2 separate regions of the Rattus norvegicus genome follow, and region 2 is linked to region 1. Evidence: chromatin contacts called from public Hi-C data. All regions are on one chromosome and are shown on one strand. Each heading gives the region's core, a stretch centred on a gene start, on an enhancer-like site or on the middle of the called end of the contact. The rest is flanking DNA. Distances are from core to core; before and after follow the strand shown.

Region 1 (3,551 bases), core at 893-3,392:
TCAGGGGAGCTACCCATCTACATTATAGTCATGTACATCCAGGGAGATCTGGTAGACTACACGCCAGTCTTCCTTTAGGGAAGCCATGAACCCATGGGATGCTTGCAATCTACATAGCACCTCTCACTTCAGCAGGTGGCGCTCTTTTACCTTTGAAGGTTATTCTCTCCCGATCTCCTGTGTCCAGGGCTATACTTCCTGCAAAGAGAGAGACCTGAGACCTTGTAGGGTGTCCTTGGCCTGTGAAGCCATTGTCTGGCCTGGTTAGGGAAGACTGGTGGGCACTGGCCCACCTGATGCCAGTTTCAGCCTTCAAACAACAGTGAGGAAGACAGATGTGGACAAGGCAGTGTCATAGGTGCCAATAGCTCGTAAAGTAGGTCATGTAAACACAACATCTCAGTAGGAACAGAAAGGATGCTGGGGTTTGCTGAAGCACCTGGGGATGGAGAAGGATACCATGAGGGGAAGAACAATGAAATGGGGAGCCTGCATCCCTTCCAGTGTGTACATTGTGCTTACGTGTTTCTGTGATATTCATATTTATATACTGTAGTTACACACTCATAAATACATGCATTCCTATATAGCTTGCATTGGTAATGGTGTTCCCAAAGCATTGCTGCCATATGGAATAGTTTGGGCAGGAAGTTCTGAAGAAGGGATTGTGGCTAGAGAAATAGTTTTAAGGTAGGAAATACATTAGATCTGGAGAGAGAAACATGATATGTCACATGAGAGCACACTAATTAGACATCACTGAGGGCTTCATTCTGTTTGTCTACCCTGCAGCAGAAAGCGTCCAAGGTTACATGAGTGCTTCCAGTAGGAAGACTTTGCATGTCTTTCTAAATTTTCAGAGAAAACAACAATTTCTTTTTTAAATCTCATGTATCTGGCTGACCTTAAACTGTTTTTTGTTTATTAATTTTTATTCTTGTTGTTATTTTTTAATTGAGACAAGATCTCACGTTGATCAAGCTAGCCTCAAGCTTGCTATGCAGCCAATCATGATCTTGAATTTGTGTCCTGCCATTGCCTTTCAGGCGCTGTTTAAGTGGTGCTGGGGATTTAACCAATTTAGTTTTCCTATATGCAAGGCAAGAACTCCGCCAACTTAACAACAACATTTTGCCACTAACTCTTTAAATATCAGGCATTCTTGCCTGTGCAGAAGTAGGGTTGCCTGTGGTGGTAGCTGCCTTTGGAGTTTCAGTGATGTGCCAGGTATGCAGGACTTGACTACCCATATACCACATTAGCTTATTATTGCTAATTTGTACAACCAAAATGTGACTTCAGGACTTTGATTTTTCTAATTTTTTCATTTTATAAAAATGCCTGTCTCAAAATAGTGACGTTTTCACAAGTGTAAGATACAGAGTCACACTCACATCCCCTACTCCCCTGCTCTTACCCACCAAGCCGAGGCTGACTTTGCCTCTCCTCACTGGTACTTTACTCTGTCCTTATGAGGAGAGTGCCCAGATCTGGTCTGTGACAGTTTTCAGAGCAGTGAATGAAACAGTGACTGGAGTGATGGTGTTAGTTAGCATGCCTAGGTCATGGTGTACTTACTTTCAGAAGTAAATTCTTACTGTGACGTATTTAGTGTGATGGGCATTAAACCCAGAGCTCTGTGCAGTTACATGAGTACTCATAGCTGAGATGCATCTGAAGCCAAAACCAACCTTTTAGATCATCTCTTTTGATTTGAAAATCAACCCCTTTCACGTCCTGTTATTCTTTCAAAATCCAGTTGTCTCTAAGGAAATTTTCAGTCCTGTTTTGAAGATGATAATGTTTATTTAGGTCTTATTTTAGCTGCTGTCATGCTTGTAAGACAGATGTCTCATGGCACAGCAGCCTTGTGAGATTATTGAAATAAGCCTCCAATATGTTCTAACTTAAGAAATGGTACAGGGTTAAACAGTGTAAAGAGTTCTGGTCTCTGTTTGAGGAGGGCTCATAAACCCACAGTTATAGAAGCTGTATAAACGGGAGGGTGAACCAGAGAAAGGGAGCACCATTAATGTCGGGCATCTCCACAGCCCCCATTTCTGCTGCCTTGTTAATGAGTCCAGGCCTGGCTATGAAGTCATCCAGGAGAATGACAGGCTTCTGGCTTCTACAGAGGAAAAACTTTGGGCTAATGTAAGTACAGTGTGTTTTCTTTGTTTTGCAGCTGGTCCTGTGAGGGGGTTGGGTACAAGCGAATCGAATAAAAAGGAAAATGAAGGCATTCACTGTCTATTTCGTGGAGGGCAGCTCACTGAAAGTAAACAGCATTTAAATAGTCTCCAAATGGCCCATTCTATATGAAGTCATGCAGGATGCCCCCTTTGGGCTGTCACTCTCCTTTAAATGGACCACTTTGTGTGCACTGCGTTTGAATGCCGTTCAACCTTAAACCCCAAACATGGGCCTCATCAGGTCATGGTTTCAGGGCACATGTGGCAGCCATACCTTCAAACATCCTGCTTCTGCCTCCAGAAAAGTCATCCTGAGTGGCCGGCCAGGGGAGGCAGCTGCAGAGCAGAGTGGCTCAGATGATGACAGCCCAGTGACAATGACAGGGACAAATGCTGTGGTAGCACTGTGCCTCATGACTTCTACTGCTTACCCACTTTATTCCTCACATGGTTCTGTGAGGCAGGCATGATGATTGTCCCTCTAGTACATGTGAGGTATCCAGAGATACTAACATACTCTAGCTAGCAGGTACTGAGCAGGAACTGGACCCTAAGTGTCCAGAGCCAGCACTGACTCGTGGTTTACTGCAAAGAAATAAACCCTGGGTGGCTGGGGAGATGGCTCAGCGGTTAAGAGCACTAAGTGCTCTTGCAGAGGTTCTGAGTTCAATCCCCGGCAACCACGTGGTGGCTCAAAACTGTCTGTAATGGTGTCCTCTTCTGCTGGTGTGTCTGAAGACAGCAACAGTGTACTCACATACATAAAATAAATAAATAAACAAAACAGAAAGCAAGAAACCCTCACCAATTCTGTCTACAAGGAAGGCTGCGTGCAAATGGCAGGCTCTCCGAATATACGCCCTGCCTGCTGCCCACGCAGCACTGCCCTGGGTGTAGGTAGATTCTGCAAGGCTCACAGTGCACTGCCCAAGAACAACACAGAAGAGCTTTTGATTCCTGGAGAGAATTCTGGAAATGCCCTCATGGTCCAAATTAAAAGACCTTTCCAGGACACAGGAAGTTCCCCCACAGCCCAAGGCTGGCTCGAACAAGATGCAGACAGAGGTTCTTGAGAAGCTGCTTTCTAAGAGTTCTATGAATCATCCAAGGCCTTTGGAGCTAGATCCCTGAGGGCCAAGCAGTCTGTGTGCCCTGTGATGCTCCCTTGGGCGACCAAACGTTTTGTTTTAAAAGCCTGAGGTGTGAAAGAGTCTCTCCCAAGCAAGCTCTCCAAAAGAGAAAATGCAGAGCCTTCATGGCTGTGCAACAGGAAACTGTCTGCCGTTCTTGAGACACAAATGCAAGTGCAGACGTCCAGACAGACGCTCAGATTCTGATGTCTTCGTGGCACTTGTTGTC
Region 2 (3,611 bases), core at 237-2,736, 82 kb before region 1:
TTCAGAGAGTTTGTGTGGACAGATATTTTTATAACCATTTCTTTTTAAGATTGGTAGGGGATTACACACAGAGTGAACTAAAGCATAGTAAAGAGAGCCCCCTCTCCTCAGCCTCTTCAAATGCTTCCTCACTTAGATCTGCAAGCTTGCTGAAGGCTTGGGGGTGGTAACATAAGGGGACCAAGAGTTAAGGGAGAAGTGTGTGTGTGTGTGTGTGTGTGTGTGTGTGTGTGTGTGTGTGTGTGTGCGCGCGCGCGCGCCCGTGTGTTCTCACTGTAGAATCCAGGCATATCTTCTAGCAGTAACTTTTGGTAACTTTTTTTTGTCCAGACTTTCAACTAATCCTCCCCACCTGTCACATCAATTTCCAAATTACGTCTTATATGCATCCATTTCTCGCCATCACATCTCACCAAACCCTTCTTTCTGTGTGCTTCATGCCCAGCACACATAGCAGCCTGCTGTTTCTCAAAAACTAGTTCCTGTCACTCACTCTTCTCTGACGTCGGGATCAATGCTTCTTGCTTATTGTGGCCCAGAAACGTGCTGCAGAATCGGGTCCCTGGGCCTTATTGGTCTCACCCTGTGTTCTTCCAATCCTACTTCAAGGGTGCCACAAGCTGCGTGTGCTAGATGCTTCTGATCCTTCTGATTGCTTTTCTCTCAGGTCTTTACAGCCTTCCACTCTCTTCACAGTTAAGTGAGACCTTCTATAGGCTCCGACTGCCTTGTGTTTCACGGAGACTTACTTCCAGCTCCCACATTCGTGTACCTATACATACAGCCAGGTACAAACAATTACACACTACCACACATACTAAAAGAATTTTTTAAAAAGAGAATTATCTGTTGAATTATTCAGAACTAGTTTTCTCAACCAGATAGTCTCCACAAAGGCAGGCACAACTGGCCCACTTCTGTAGTCGCAGATACTGTAACTGTCTGGCACATAGATCTTTTTTTTTTTTTTTTCCCTTCCTTTTTTTCCGGAGCTGGGGACCGAACCCAGGGCTTTGCGCTTGCTAGGCAAGCGCTCTACCACTGAGCTAAATCCCCAACCCTAGTAAGACCTTTTTAAGGCACTATGCTGGGATGGATACGTAAAGTCCAATCACATGCTTCAGAAATGTGAACTTAAGGAAAACAGCACACTCCTTTCACCACAGCACTCAGGAAGCAGAGGCAGCATAATCTCTGAGTTCGAGACCAGCCTGGTCTACATAGTAGGTTCCAGACCACCCAGAACTACAAAGAGAGACACCCCCCCCCCCATGTCTCAAAAGCGAAAAGCACACGCTCGTATTTCAGTGTGGGGTGCGTGTAACCTACCCATCTAGAGTCCTGATACTAATGCCACTAGCGGCTCTGCGCCTGCGCAGTATGGCCGAGGAACCAGGCCTACGGGGGAGGGGGGCGGCCGACCCTGGCGCGTGTTGATGACGCAATTGGTGTTTGCCTGGTAGCCCGTGGTAACCCGGAGTCTGCGGAAGTGTAGCTGCAGCACGGTGGCCGACAGGTAACCCGCAGCTCGGCTGTCAACCAGCCACTCCGGGTTATGGGGATCGGCGACCTCTGATGAGGTGAGCAGGTAGGATCCGATCTGACATGCCCTGGCGTGAACCCGCGGGATCCTTTTCACCTCTTGTGGCGTGAACCCGCGGGATCCTGTCCTACCTGCCTGGGGTGAGCCCTTGGGATGCTGTCAAGTAAACTGTAAATACGACCTTAGCGCTCTGTGCTTTTCTAGCAGCGGCGACAGTTGCCTGCAAAGGTGACGCTCAGGGTAGACGGAAACCACACCAGCCAGCGGTGCTTAGAGCTGTTTTCAAAGGTGACAACTGGTCTCGTGTTGATGCTGAATTCAATTCTGATCCCTCGTGCTTTTGTTTCCACGTGCAACTAGCGCGTTCAATTTAGAAGTGTGTTGTGCTCCGTGGGATTTTTTTTCTTTTTTCTTTTCTTTTCTTTTTTTTTCGGAGCTGGGGACCGAACCCAGGGCCTTGCGCTTGCTAGGCAAGCGCTCTACCACTGAGCTAAATCCCCAACCCCGCTCCGTGGGATTTTTGAGAAGGCTGCCAGTGATTTCCTAGTTGGTACAGAATAGGTTGTCCACTATTGGGAGCTACAGAGAATAATATTGTTTATTGTCGACGATCTTTTAGATTCCAGGGACTGTGCCCAGCACTTATAGCTCATTGTCTCCTTAGTTCGTGCAATATTGTTGCGAGTTGTGAATTATTATGTTTGCTTTACAGAGAAAATAACTGAGGCTCAGTTCCATGAAGTACTGGGTAAAAATTACCCGTGACCAAAAGCAAAGGGCACGATTTAAATTCAAGGTTATGTGTGACTTCAAGGTCGGCTCTTTCTCTTTTCTTTCTTCCTTTCTTTCTTTCTTTCTTTCTTTCTTTCTTTCTTCCTTTCTTTCTTTCTTTCACCTTCTCCTTTTTAAGAATAGCTATCATTAGTGGTCAATTTCCAGGCTTTTTACACTAGTCATATGTGATTCCATAAGTTTATTCACCCCATATGAATTGTGTCTCTGTGTGTGTGTATTTGTGGAGGTGAATGTGGGAGTGCGTGCATGTATATACAGACATGCAAGTGTGTAATATGTGTGCATATGTGGAGACAAGGAATAACAACTGTGGTTTCTTTTTTTTTTTTTTTTTTTTTTCGGAGCTGGGGACCGAACCCAGGGCCTTGCGCTTCCTAGGTAAGCGCTCTACCACTGAGCTAAATCCCCAGCCCCACAACTATGGTTTCTTAGATGCTGGCCACTGGTTGTTTTGTTTTGTTTTGTTTGTTTGTTTGTTTGTTTGTTTGTTTGAGACCGGTTCTTTCACTGGCCTGGACCTTGCCATGTAGATTGGGCCAGCCAGCAACCCCTGGAAGTACCTGCCTTTACCTCACCAGCACTGGAATCACAGACCCCTGTGAAACTGTACTGTACTGGGGACAGAACTTGGGTCCTCCTGCTTACACAGCAGGTGGTTTTCAGACTGAGCTGCCTCTTAAGCCCCTGTTTTGATACTTTGTAACTATGTTGTAAATTCTCATATTCTTAAAGTTAAAACATCTGGAAAAAATATGTCTTCTTCCTACAAGGAGAGAGAGAGAGAGAGAGAGAGAGAGAGAGAGAGAGAGAGAGAGAGAGAGGAGAGAGAATAATTTAAAGGCATTAAGTGGTTTTCTTGCCTTCTTTTTCTAGTATGAAGTCACAAACATCACTTGTCCCGTGTTGAAATGTGATGATTTTAGAACCTGTTTTTTACTCCCCAGTTGCTTTGTATTTGAGTTTGCTGAGCTTCTTTCAGATCATTTTTCATTGTCACCAGTGCAGTAACGAAGCTGCAGATTGTACCAGTAGACATCTAGATTTTACATCCTGGTTCTATTGCTCAGTAGGCACCTTGAAGCCCAGGTGAGGTGCCTGGCCCCTCTACACCTCAGTTTTCTCGTTTGTCAGGTGGGAACAATAGTATTGCTTAGAGGGGTATTATGAAGACAAAATGAGTTCCTGTGAAAAAAAAGCTCAGAGCAGTGCTAGATCCCTACAAGGACTAGCCAGGCACTTGCTGATGTTGCTGTTTGGTCTCGGTTTTCAGTCT

Evidence for each region. Hi-C and Micro-C count contacts between places; a contact is called where the count stands out from the background.
Region 2: a Hi-C map of Schwann cells shows a contact between it and region 1, with 1.7 times the contacts expected there. The contact joins the promoter of Aopep here to the enhancer-like site in region 1. A contact is called at or near these places in 3 of 12 Hi-C or Micro-C datasets (the Rat2 cell line, Schwann cells and hepatocytes).

What each region holds. Positions count from the first base shown.
Region 1 is chr17:2,049,817-2,053,367 of GRCr8, reverse strand. The region is part of intron 3 of Aopep (aminopeptidase O); the gene reads left to right. Among named protein-coding and RNA genes, the nearest start is that of Aopep, 81 kb to the left of the region's middle. Within about 2 kb of position 2,142, at least 22 of the 93 cell types and tissues checked have an H3K27ac peak or open chromatin away from gene starts, as enhancers often do. A contact at or near this core is called in Schwann cells, where this site is marked.
Region 2 is chr17:2,130,854-2,134,464 of GRCr8, reverse strand. Aopep (aminopeptidase O) reads left to right here and starts at 1,486. Exons shown (of 17, transcript NM_001012346.2): 1 at 1,486-1,588. It overlaps LOC102551048 (a long non-coding RNA gene), which reads right to left and starts at 1,396. Exons shown (of 3, transcript XR_360672.5): 1 at 1,330-1,396; 2 at 494-772.